Linked DNA regions of Cricetulus griseus: region 2 is linked to region 1. Evidence: chromatin contacts called from public Hi-C data. All regions are on one chromosome and are shown on one strand. The core of a region is the stretch at or near the end of the contact, and the rest is flanking DNA. Distances in the headings are between cores, read along the strand shown. Region 1 holds the start of Scn3a (sodium channel protein type 3 subunit alpha). Region 2 has its middle 75 kb from the start of Slc38a11.

The links. Hi-C and Micro-C count contacts between places; a contact is called where the count stands out from the background.
Region 2: a Hi-C map of the CHO-K1 cell line shows a contact between it and region 1, with 5 times the contacts expected there. The contact joins the enhancer-like site here to the promoter of Scn3a in region 1. A contact is called at or near these places in 4 of 8 Hi-C or Micro-C datasets (the CHK-Q cell line, the CHO-K1 cell line and fibroblasts).

The regions. Positions count from the first base shown.
Region 1 is chr6:109,469,981-109,474,865 of CriGri-PICRH-1.0, forward strand. It overlaps Scn3a (sodium channel protein type 3 subunit alpha), which reads left to right and starts at 2,632. Exons shown (of 28, transcript XM_027420282.2): 1 at 2,632-2,870.
Region 2 is chr6:109,631,195-109,636,115 of CriGri-PICRH-1.0, forward strand. No RefSeq gene overlaps it. Among named protein-coding and RNA genes, the nearest start is that of Slc38a11, 75 kb to the right of the region's middle. Within about 2 kb of position 2,232, at least 1 of the 6 cell types and tissues checked has open chromatin away from gene starts, as enhancers often do. A contact at or near this core is called in the CHO-K1 cell line, where this site is marked.

The sequences.
Region 1 (4,885 bases), core at 1,382-3,881:
CAGAACCAAGACTGCAGAGAAGTTTCAGGACGCAACATGGGGGAGCATTATCAGAAACACCTGGGGTCTGTTATATATTGGATTTGAATTTATGTTTTGTTACTGTATATTTGTGAATCCATTACAATTGCTAGATTTTTCACAACCCCAATATTCAGTTGTGGTAGCCAAAGATTAGAAGCTGGAGTCTGAGCCACCTCGCTCAATGTTTTGTTATATTATCCCTAATAACACGATCCCTTAGATGTAAGAAGGAAAAATTTGAGAGAAAAACATGTGGATCCAGGTAAGTGTGGTATAGAATGAAAGAGCCAAGTAGATTCTTTGAGGATAGGGGAAGTTTATGGGGAAGAAAGGAAGCCTACAGAGTGGACTTTCTGACAGGGACCTCTACATAGTTTATCTATGCAGGTTTATCTGAATTCATGAAAGACAAGAAGTTAGAGTATTCTAGTGTGTAAGATACTGTGCCTCGCTGGACTAATACTCACAGAGTGCTTGCTTGACCTTGGGTGCCTGGAAACATTAGGACACAGATGGCTGCTTGGGGTAGAGATGAGCTTATGTCCGCCCACCCATCACAGCATAGACTGATGCTCAGAAGACTTTATTTATTTCTTATTTTCTTTCCATAATAAATAAAACTTCATTTTCCATAATAAAGTTATTGTGCTTCTATAAGAGCAGAACACCTTGTATATCCAGTAAACAGGGAAACACATGTGACAAAACACTAGATAAACAACAGCCATAAGCATGGGCTGCTCCCCAGAGAAGTAGAATGGAGTGAATGGGCCCAGGTCCATTAGGAGGTGTGGTGAGGTGACAATGTCCATGGTTCAGGGACAATTTTAGACTTTAGCAGACAGATGTGACAGTCTGCTTATACAGGAAAGGGACACCTAAGGTCACATTCTGCTATCTCCAGATGAATACGTTTCCTTGAGCTTATCTCCTAGTGAGGAGGGGAAGTACCTGGGGAAACCATACAGTGGTTTGGCACAAACCTGAGATCATACAGAAAAGCCTTGAATGACTCAGTTTACCTGGATCTGAACTCCCCTTTAGAACACATCAAGATAGTATCTGCCTCAGAGGACAGCCCTGGTCTTATGCGTTTCAGTAGACCTGTGATTATAGTACATAAAGAAACGTCTCTTTTATAAAAGGTCTGAGAGACAAATGTTAATCGCTCAAATACATCCCTTTTGTACCATCAGGCAAGTGGGGGATGTAATTAAAATAAGTAAACATTTCTTGAACACACGGCTAAAAAGATGTTGTCAGATATATTTGCCACTGTTTTCTAGGAGTAAACTCCTTCCTGATAGACAGTCATGGTCTAGCTTTGTCTTCAAAGCTGAGATCCTAATGGCTGGACACGATGCGCGATTCTTCTATCAATGTCTACTCTCAGTGAAGCTAGCTTATCTTGACCATAGGATAGTGGGGGTATGGATAACACCAGGAATAGCTGAGACCCATCTTAAAGAAGGTACTTCAAGGGGGTTTGAGGTAGGGACTTGATAGAGTACATCCCAGCAAGCCTGAGGACCTCATTTAAAGTCCCCAGTACCCAAGAAAGTACCCAGGAAAAAGTCTCTCTTAAGGGTGGCGCTATAATCCGGCGGTGAGTACAGAGGCTGGAAGAACCTGGGAGCTCACTGGCCCATCAAACACCAGGTTCGGTGAGATAAACATTCCCCAAATGTGAAAAACAAATGAAAAACAGCAGTTCAAGCAAACCCTTATCTTACAAAAGTTCTTTTCACTTCGATGATGTAATCCTGTGTTTCACTATCCTGGCAAGCTTTTGCCGTCTAAAGTGCTTTTGAAGACTTGTGGATTCAAATAGACTATTAAATGAAAACCTTCTTTATTTCTTGTATGTAGCATATGTATGTATGCTATGTATGTGTCCATGTAGGTGTGGGACTGTATTCATGAAGTGGTGGTGTGTGTGGTGGGGGCAGGGAAGGTGATGTTAGATGTCTTCCAAGATCTACCCCCCTCTTTTGAGATGGGGTCATCCACACATCCAAACTGTCCAATGGTCAACACTAGATAGCTTTATTGAGATACAGAATCTTTCTACATTCTCATGTTACTTTTAGCGCTTTACCAAAGTAAAACAAAACAAATAACAGAAACATGAAATGTCATGCCTGCATCTATATTATACTATCTCTAAGAGGCCAGATTTCCCACCTTGAAAGCAAACTCATCTCAAAAGAGCAAACTTAGGGGAGACTTTCCAAAACCTATGCACAACATATTAGATAACCTAAAAATCCAAGTCTGAAGAAAAATTTCTATGTTTTAAAACACTTGTGATTTCTAATCAAACAACTAGAAATTTAGAAAAAAATAAAGAGGCGCAAAGAATTGTCTGTGCATACTCTCGTGGTAGCTAGGTTACCCTTGCTTCCATCACCTCACTGCTGTCACCGTGGGGACCTTTCATGATTCATAATATTTCCATACAGGTTTACCTCCTGCCTTCCAAAGAGATGGGGAATAAAAGGAATGTTTTGTCGTTTGCGCAATTGCGTGTGTCTGCCAGTAGATGGCGGTAACACGTTGGGTGCTGCCAGCTTTTTTTTTTTTTTTTTCCCTTCCAGGGCCGTTTTCTGATATATGTTGGGTACCATAGAGTGAATCTCAGAACAGGAAGCGGAGGCATAAGCAGAGAGGATTCTGGAAAGGTCCCTTTGTTTTCATGTCCACAGAGAAAGCAAGAAAAAAAATTGAATTTAATTTGCAAATCCCTGTGGCCCAAATCTGAAGAACTGCAGGGGGAGGCACGTTCCATTCTAACCATCTTGGATGCTGGCCTTTGTTGAGCTGTGATTCCTAAGGCTCTCCATCAGGTAAGCTGACAAAACATTTAATTATTTGCACCGTAGAATCTAGCCAGGTCATCTTTTCATTTTGAAATCCTCTTCATGCTGCCATATTTTAGTCTAATGTTTAAATGTAAATTATTAGGGCTGGAGGCATCATTTGATTTGTAAACTGCTTACTATCCCTTTATCTTTCAAAGGATACAGAGCTTCTGTCTGGAAATGGTGACTTACAATACAGACACGGGATTAAGGAGTGTGTGTGTGTTTGTGAAACAAGCAGATGTTTGGGGTTCATTGTATTGAGAGAACATCTGTTTTGTTAGACTTAATGCCAGGCAGCTGGGTTTCACGACTATACACCGCCTATTTAAGTATTCAGCAGTCCGTCCAGCACCTTTAAACCATAAGTGTGTAGTGAAATCGGAACTATCTTTCCTGTGCTTTAGTTTTTTATTCAACAGCTTTGGAGAGGCCATGTATGCAGGCAGTGACAACAATACAGAGGTGTTTGGCTATTTAAACATTGTCATTTTTCTTCGAAATCTGGCAGCACAGAGGGAGGGGGATAACCAAGAGTAACGTTAAAACACATATGATTTGCTAAAAATGAAACAACCCCAAAGATTCCTGTATGTTCTATAACCTCCTATTTTGGTATCTCTACCTGTCCCATAAGCTTGATAGATGGGTAGGTTTATTTTCTTCCTGGAACATTTCATGATTGGTTTTTTTTATTGTAAGTCTTATTACTACCAATCACCAGGAAAACCCATTTGAGGCCAAATGAGAATAATTTCCATTGTGTAGAGTCTATGGTTGTTACTAAAATATTTCACACCATACTCATAATGTTTCATTCAGTTAGCAATCACACCAGGGCCACATTGCCAGAAAACCTCCAGGCAATAGTTGAAAGACAAGTTTTTAAGACTAGAAAGCTTTACATATACATATGCCAAGTGTATGTATGCATGTATGTGAGGACAAAGAAGAAGGATTAGTGTTTCTGAGAGTCTGCGTGGAAATATTTTAGCCAACCCATGCTGAGCACTGTGTGCCCTGTGAGAAATAAAGACCCAGGCTTTGGTCTCCACTAAACAAAGGGACTAAAAAACAGACCTGGAGGTACCTGAAATATATTTTCTCATCCTGTGGTGAACAAACCAATGGATCTCACTTAGTAATTTAGCTTGAGTGGCAATAATACTCCCCCTTAAAACATTTCCAAATAGCGTCTGCCTCCCAGGAAAGCCCTGGCCTTGTGTATTCCAGAACTCCAACTATAGGACATAAAGAAAAGTGTTCTCTTGGAAAGGGACGTCAGAAATCCAGGTTAATTGGCTCAGATGTATTATACAGTACACACCATGCCTTCCTGCAGGTGACTGCATGTGAGTAACTTAAGGTTCTTTGTAAATGCCTGAGCTGGTTGATTACACTGGTTTACATTTATGAATGGGTGTTTATATTTGGACCATGCATGTTACCCTTTTCTGTTTTGTTTTTAAAGTGGCAATGGTTCCTTGGTTGTTCATTTAGCCTTGTTGCTCACCTCCCTTAGTTACTCTCCTATGCATACGGTTATAATGTGAGATGCTCACATGCACACATCTCCTCACCTTGAAAAAATAAGCTCTTGGAAGCCTTTGGAAATGAAACATTTGAATACATGGCATCTGTGACAAATTAGAGTATTTCATTCTTTACAGAAGTGCAATGGTGATTTCATTTGTGAGAGCCAGACACATATTCATTTTTTTTTCAGGTAGTAGATTCAAGTATGTCTAGCTCTGAGCTGGAAATGGGGGCATGGTTCAGGCTCTAGCACTTAAGAGCTCTGTGGGCTCCAAAAGGACACCAGCTACTACAGAAGTGCATTTCCTTGGGAAGTGGAATCAGTGGCTTCTTCCTGGTGATTTGGGGAATCTACATGGGGGTTTCCCTGGCTCCCCCAACACGTGTATGACAATAGTTCTCTAAGAATGAGGGTCAAAAAACAGAGAAGTGGTGGCATTTTTGAGTCCTTGGCCAGTTCCCTG
Region 2 (4,921 bases), core at 982-3,481, 160 kb after region 1:
GACCAACAATTGGAAATGGTAAAATGCTAAAGTGAAAAGCACTTGCAGCCTAAGGATAATTTGTGGTTTTGAAATCTATAACTAGTCTATATTGGTTTTTGAAATTTTAACATCTAGCAAGTCCTGTCTAGATTTTTCAAATATATACAAGGAGGAAAAATTGTCTACAACTTGTGTTTTAAATATATACTCCTTACATGCTGCTCTTTCACGTTGACATCGCATTGCATTTTTTCATTATGTAATATGCTTTAAGAGCCACAGTCTAGGCTGGAAGCTGCAATCCTATGTAATTTTTCAAATGGAAATTAATTCAGCAGTCTAGGGAAATACTATCACAAACAATGCCCTCCCGAATCTCATTAAATCAATTTGGAAAGGCATATGGGCGGGGAGGTAAAAATAAATCAATAAGATTAAAAAGGAAGTATATTGCTTTGCAGAGAAGGAGGGAGTTATAGTACATGGTTGCTAAGTGATGGGTTTTAAGTAGAAATTCTCTCTCTTCCTTGGAAGAGAAAGCAGTTTGGAAGAATGTAACTAGATGGTGTTTGCATATGGCTCAATTTTATACAAACTATATTTCCCTCAGCAAGACCTCACTCCATCTTTAAAGAGAGATGAGCTTTTGCAGAGGAGCCGTTGCCTAGCAACAAGATGCTAAGAAGGCTAGCCCAAGCTGAGTCTTCTCTAGAAACAGCTCCCCCTCTCCCCACCGTGCTGCAAGCCACAACGACCTCCAGCACACGCAGATGCCCTTGAGAGAATCACCTTAACAACCAGAAAGCCTCGACTGAAGACTTCTGCTGGGATCGCTAAGAGGTCTATGTTCCGTTTGTTTTGCAACAGACAACGTTGTGCCTGTGTCCTCGACACTTAGCACTATACAAAACAGTTTCAACGTGCTTTTGAGTCTTAAGCCTCTGGCTCGAATCAGTGTTGAGTCCCATTGCTGACCCCCTGAACTAACCAGACCCAAGATCTGCATCTGTTACCCAAGTCTCTGAGATGTGAGAAGTGTCCTAGGAAAATATTTTTGCTTTGACCTCAAATGTTTAACCCCCGCGCCCCGCCCTAAAACAGTCAGGGTAGCAAATCCTCTAACACCTTCACAGGTTAAATATACGTGTGTGTGTGTGTGTGTGTGTGTGTGTGTGTGTGTGTGTGTGTGTGTGTGTGTGTGTGTGTGTGTGTGTGTGTGTGTTCCTAATGCCTATCACTTTGATAAAGATTCTAGGTACGGATTCTTTGTTTTCTTTGGGTCTTTACTGAGGAGGTAGTACTAGGTGCTGCAGATAAAATCCAGAGCACCGTTTCCACCGAAGCCTAAAGGGAGCCGTGGCAGTAAATAAGCCAGAAAAATCTACAAGCACCGGGGGAGCCGGCGTGGAGGTGCTTCGTCCACTCTGAGATCAGAGTGGCTTCAGATATTCCTCAGGCAAAGCAGTGGGTGTGGCTGCAAAGTGAGCTGGAGGCTGATGGGGAGGGGGGGCGCTTCAGGATGAGAGAGAACAAAAGGCCCCTGCAGAGACAAGCAAGCCTGTGTGCTGCCTGAGAAACGCATAGCCTCCATCCTTTGCAGTCCCATGATATACGTATTGTTCACAATATGCAAATTAACTCGGTAATTTTTATTACATCCCAGGATATAGCCAAAGACTATATCCTGGGATGCAACAAATGTAATGCAGAACTGAATGTTATTTCACCAATCTTTTATTCAAATTGTATTTAATAAAAGCTTGATTCCTTCTTATGGATCAAATGGGAGCATCGTCACTTGGAATATGCCCAGAATGACTTCTTTAAGAAGCTAGGAAAAGTGATAGAGCGATTCCTAAGTAATCATTTGTCAAACTGTGACCTCCCAAGGAAAACCAGGAAACATGATGAGGCAGACAACCCTGGCAAACTCCGTATTGAAACGCACTTACCTATTCTTAGGTGTAGGTCTGGTTTTCTTTTGAAGTACAATAGGCAAATGAACTGACTGGAGTTATTTTTAAAAGAATACGATGTGGTTTGATTTTTGAAGGGTGTTTTTGAAAACACTACGCCCAAAATTAAAGCTTTAGGCTCCTCTGATCTGCTTTCTCCGGGCCTTCTCTGCCTCTCTGCTGCCCTCTTGTGCAAAAAGGAAGTATAACACCTTGGAAAATCTTGTCTACAAACCCATTGAAAATGGAGGGATGACGATGCACTCTAGCCTTTCCTACAGATTCCGGGAATCCGGCTATGCCGTGACTGAGTCACCATGCAGACGAGTTTCTACTAAATGACATTTTCATGTCTTGTTACAAATAGAGGAGAGCTTTTTCAACCTCAGAAGACAGCTCAAGAATATTTTTAGAAAAGAAAAAGACAAGGAAGCAAGATTTAATTGGCTAATTAAGGTTCCAAGTTGGACAGTTAGAGAACAGTAATTGCTCAGGCAAGGACTAAACCTTACAGTGTGCACATGTCTTTCAACCACACTTCACCTGTGGCACGGTGGATATCAGGGACCTCTTCCTCCTCTACAGGAACAAAGCATGTATTGAAGAAATAAGCTCCTTTGCATAACATAAAATGTGAAAGAAAATTTTCAGTTCAAAGACAGTTTCTCTAGTGTGCCCTTCAAATATCCTAATCTTTACCATCTTATTTTATTTTTTCTTTTTCATTCTATCCTGTGCCTTGGAGTTTTTAGGTGGTCTCCTCCTAGTTCTGCAGTCACACTTCTGCCAATGATTTACCAATGGCTATCCAGCTATCTCACATGCGAGGCATTGACCTGCGAACAACCCACCATAATCTCAGAGTAAGAGAAGACTGCCTTCCACCCTGACCTTTTCCATGGGGAAGGATGGTCCTATCATTGCCTTTGACTTAGTGCCCAAATATTATGGCCCCACCCTTTTTCTCCTGTCCTTGCATCCATTATCCAACTCGTTCATTTTAGAAACTCAGGGTGTATGAGCTGTTGGAGCTTCCTGAGGAAAATGTGGTGCTTAATGAATTGATACGGAATGGGAGAAGAGACTAACGGACGGATGGATAGAAAGGGTGGGCATGCTGACGGAGAGGGAAAAAAGATATATACCCGACAATCAAAGCTGAACAAAAGCTAAATGGGTAGGTGTTGTAGGGGAAGCTGTAGCCACGCCTACTTAGGGGCTGGCTACAGGTGTGCCTACAAGGTGTGCCTTCACAAGGAATAGAATCTATTTATGGCAAGGGAATGAGGTGAAAATTCAGGAAAAAAAAAGTGTGTCAGACATGGGGAATGTCTGCTCCTGACCCTTGTGTAGGAGCTATGAATTTTCATGAAGCCATTGTATGGGCATAGAAGAGGGGGCACGGAGGACCATGAAGGGAAGAGTGGTCACTTTAGAGTAGACTCAGCTCTTCCTTCCTGTTAGCATGTTTAGTTTATGAAGTATAACCCTGTTTCATCTCTTTAAAGATTTATTTTTTTGCTTTTGTAGGTGTGTGCCATGTGCCTATGGAAGCCAAAAAAGGACATCGGATCCCCTGGTGTTAGAGTCATAGGCAGTTATTGAGTTGCCCGATTTGGGTACTGGGAACTGAACTCAGGTCCTCCAGAAAGGCAGCAACTGTGCTTAACATGGGAGCCACCTCTCCACCACCTATTTCAGTTGAAAATGAATCTAAATGCCTTTTGAAAAGAAGTACAAATGTCCCAAACCACACAAAACACTGCAGACCTTTGAGCAAATAGACTGATTATGCATTCAGACCAACTGCCTGTTTTCCTAGGGTTTTGAAATTGAAACTGCATTTTACAGCCAACCTGATTAGAAATTGCATCCTAGGAACAAAGATAGCAGTAGGAGGGTTTAACTAGTGAAGTGAGAGACGCATGCACATGTGTGTTTAGAGGATTTAGTCAAACTTTTCCATAGCACAATGTGGTCCAAAAGTTTCATTATCATTATGGAGTATTTTGGTCTAATGACATTAAAGATGTCGCCTACTGGGGCAGCAGGCTGTGAGCTGTGTTGTGTTATCAGGAAGAGCTATCAAACCCCACCTGTAGGTGGGGTCTGGGGCTTAGCTTCAGTCCAGCGCAGTCTATCAGCACTGATCCGAAGGCCGTTAAAGTACACAGGGATGGTTGTAAACAGTGCAGGAGAGATTTCAAGATGCTGTGTTCGGGCTACCATCCAGGAACACTGTCCTGGACAACCCTGGAAATATGCCCATTTGGGGTCCCTTTAACAAAAGAACTTCAGCTCCCCATCACTTAAGAACAGAGGCCGATTGGAGAACAGCAACCAATCCCAAGTTACATTATATCTGCATCTTTTGGTTTCTGATGGTTTTGATGCTATTAAGGTGGCACCCCATTTGTCAGGTGGAAAAGAGAGTGTGGGTGGGAGGTGCTGTTCAGATATCGGATCGGGATGAAGAAGCAACTGCAGTAACTCAAATAAGACAATATGTGTTTTAGGCTTAAGGTCACAGTAGCAGATGGGAAAGGGAGTGCGGAGATTTAAGGCCCGGAGAAAATTGGCTTCACCCTGTGATTGATGGGGTGTTGGTGATACAGCCGGAGAACACCAAAGAATACTTATGACCGCTCAGGTGCCTACTAGAAAAAATGATCGTCTAATGCCTCGCTTTGTTGAAGTGCCTGAGAGGAAGCGACTTTAGAGGAAAAGAACACGTTTGGTTTTAAACGTGCAGAATTTGAAAGCCCATGAAGACACTGGCCTAGACTCGTCCAGAGATAAGCAGAGGGAACTAGCTCTAGGTTTAATGCCTGGACTCTGTGCCTACGCAGATGGCAAAGTGAGAGTTCAATAAGAAGCTATCTTCGAAGTCTAAGACAACAGTAGAATAAGAAGACAGATGGGACTGGGACTCACGAGTGATGAGAATATGGTAGTTAGACACCAAAGCTGTGCTGGAGGCTGTT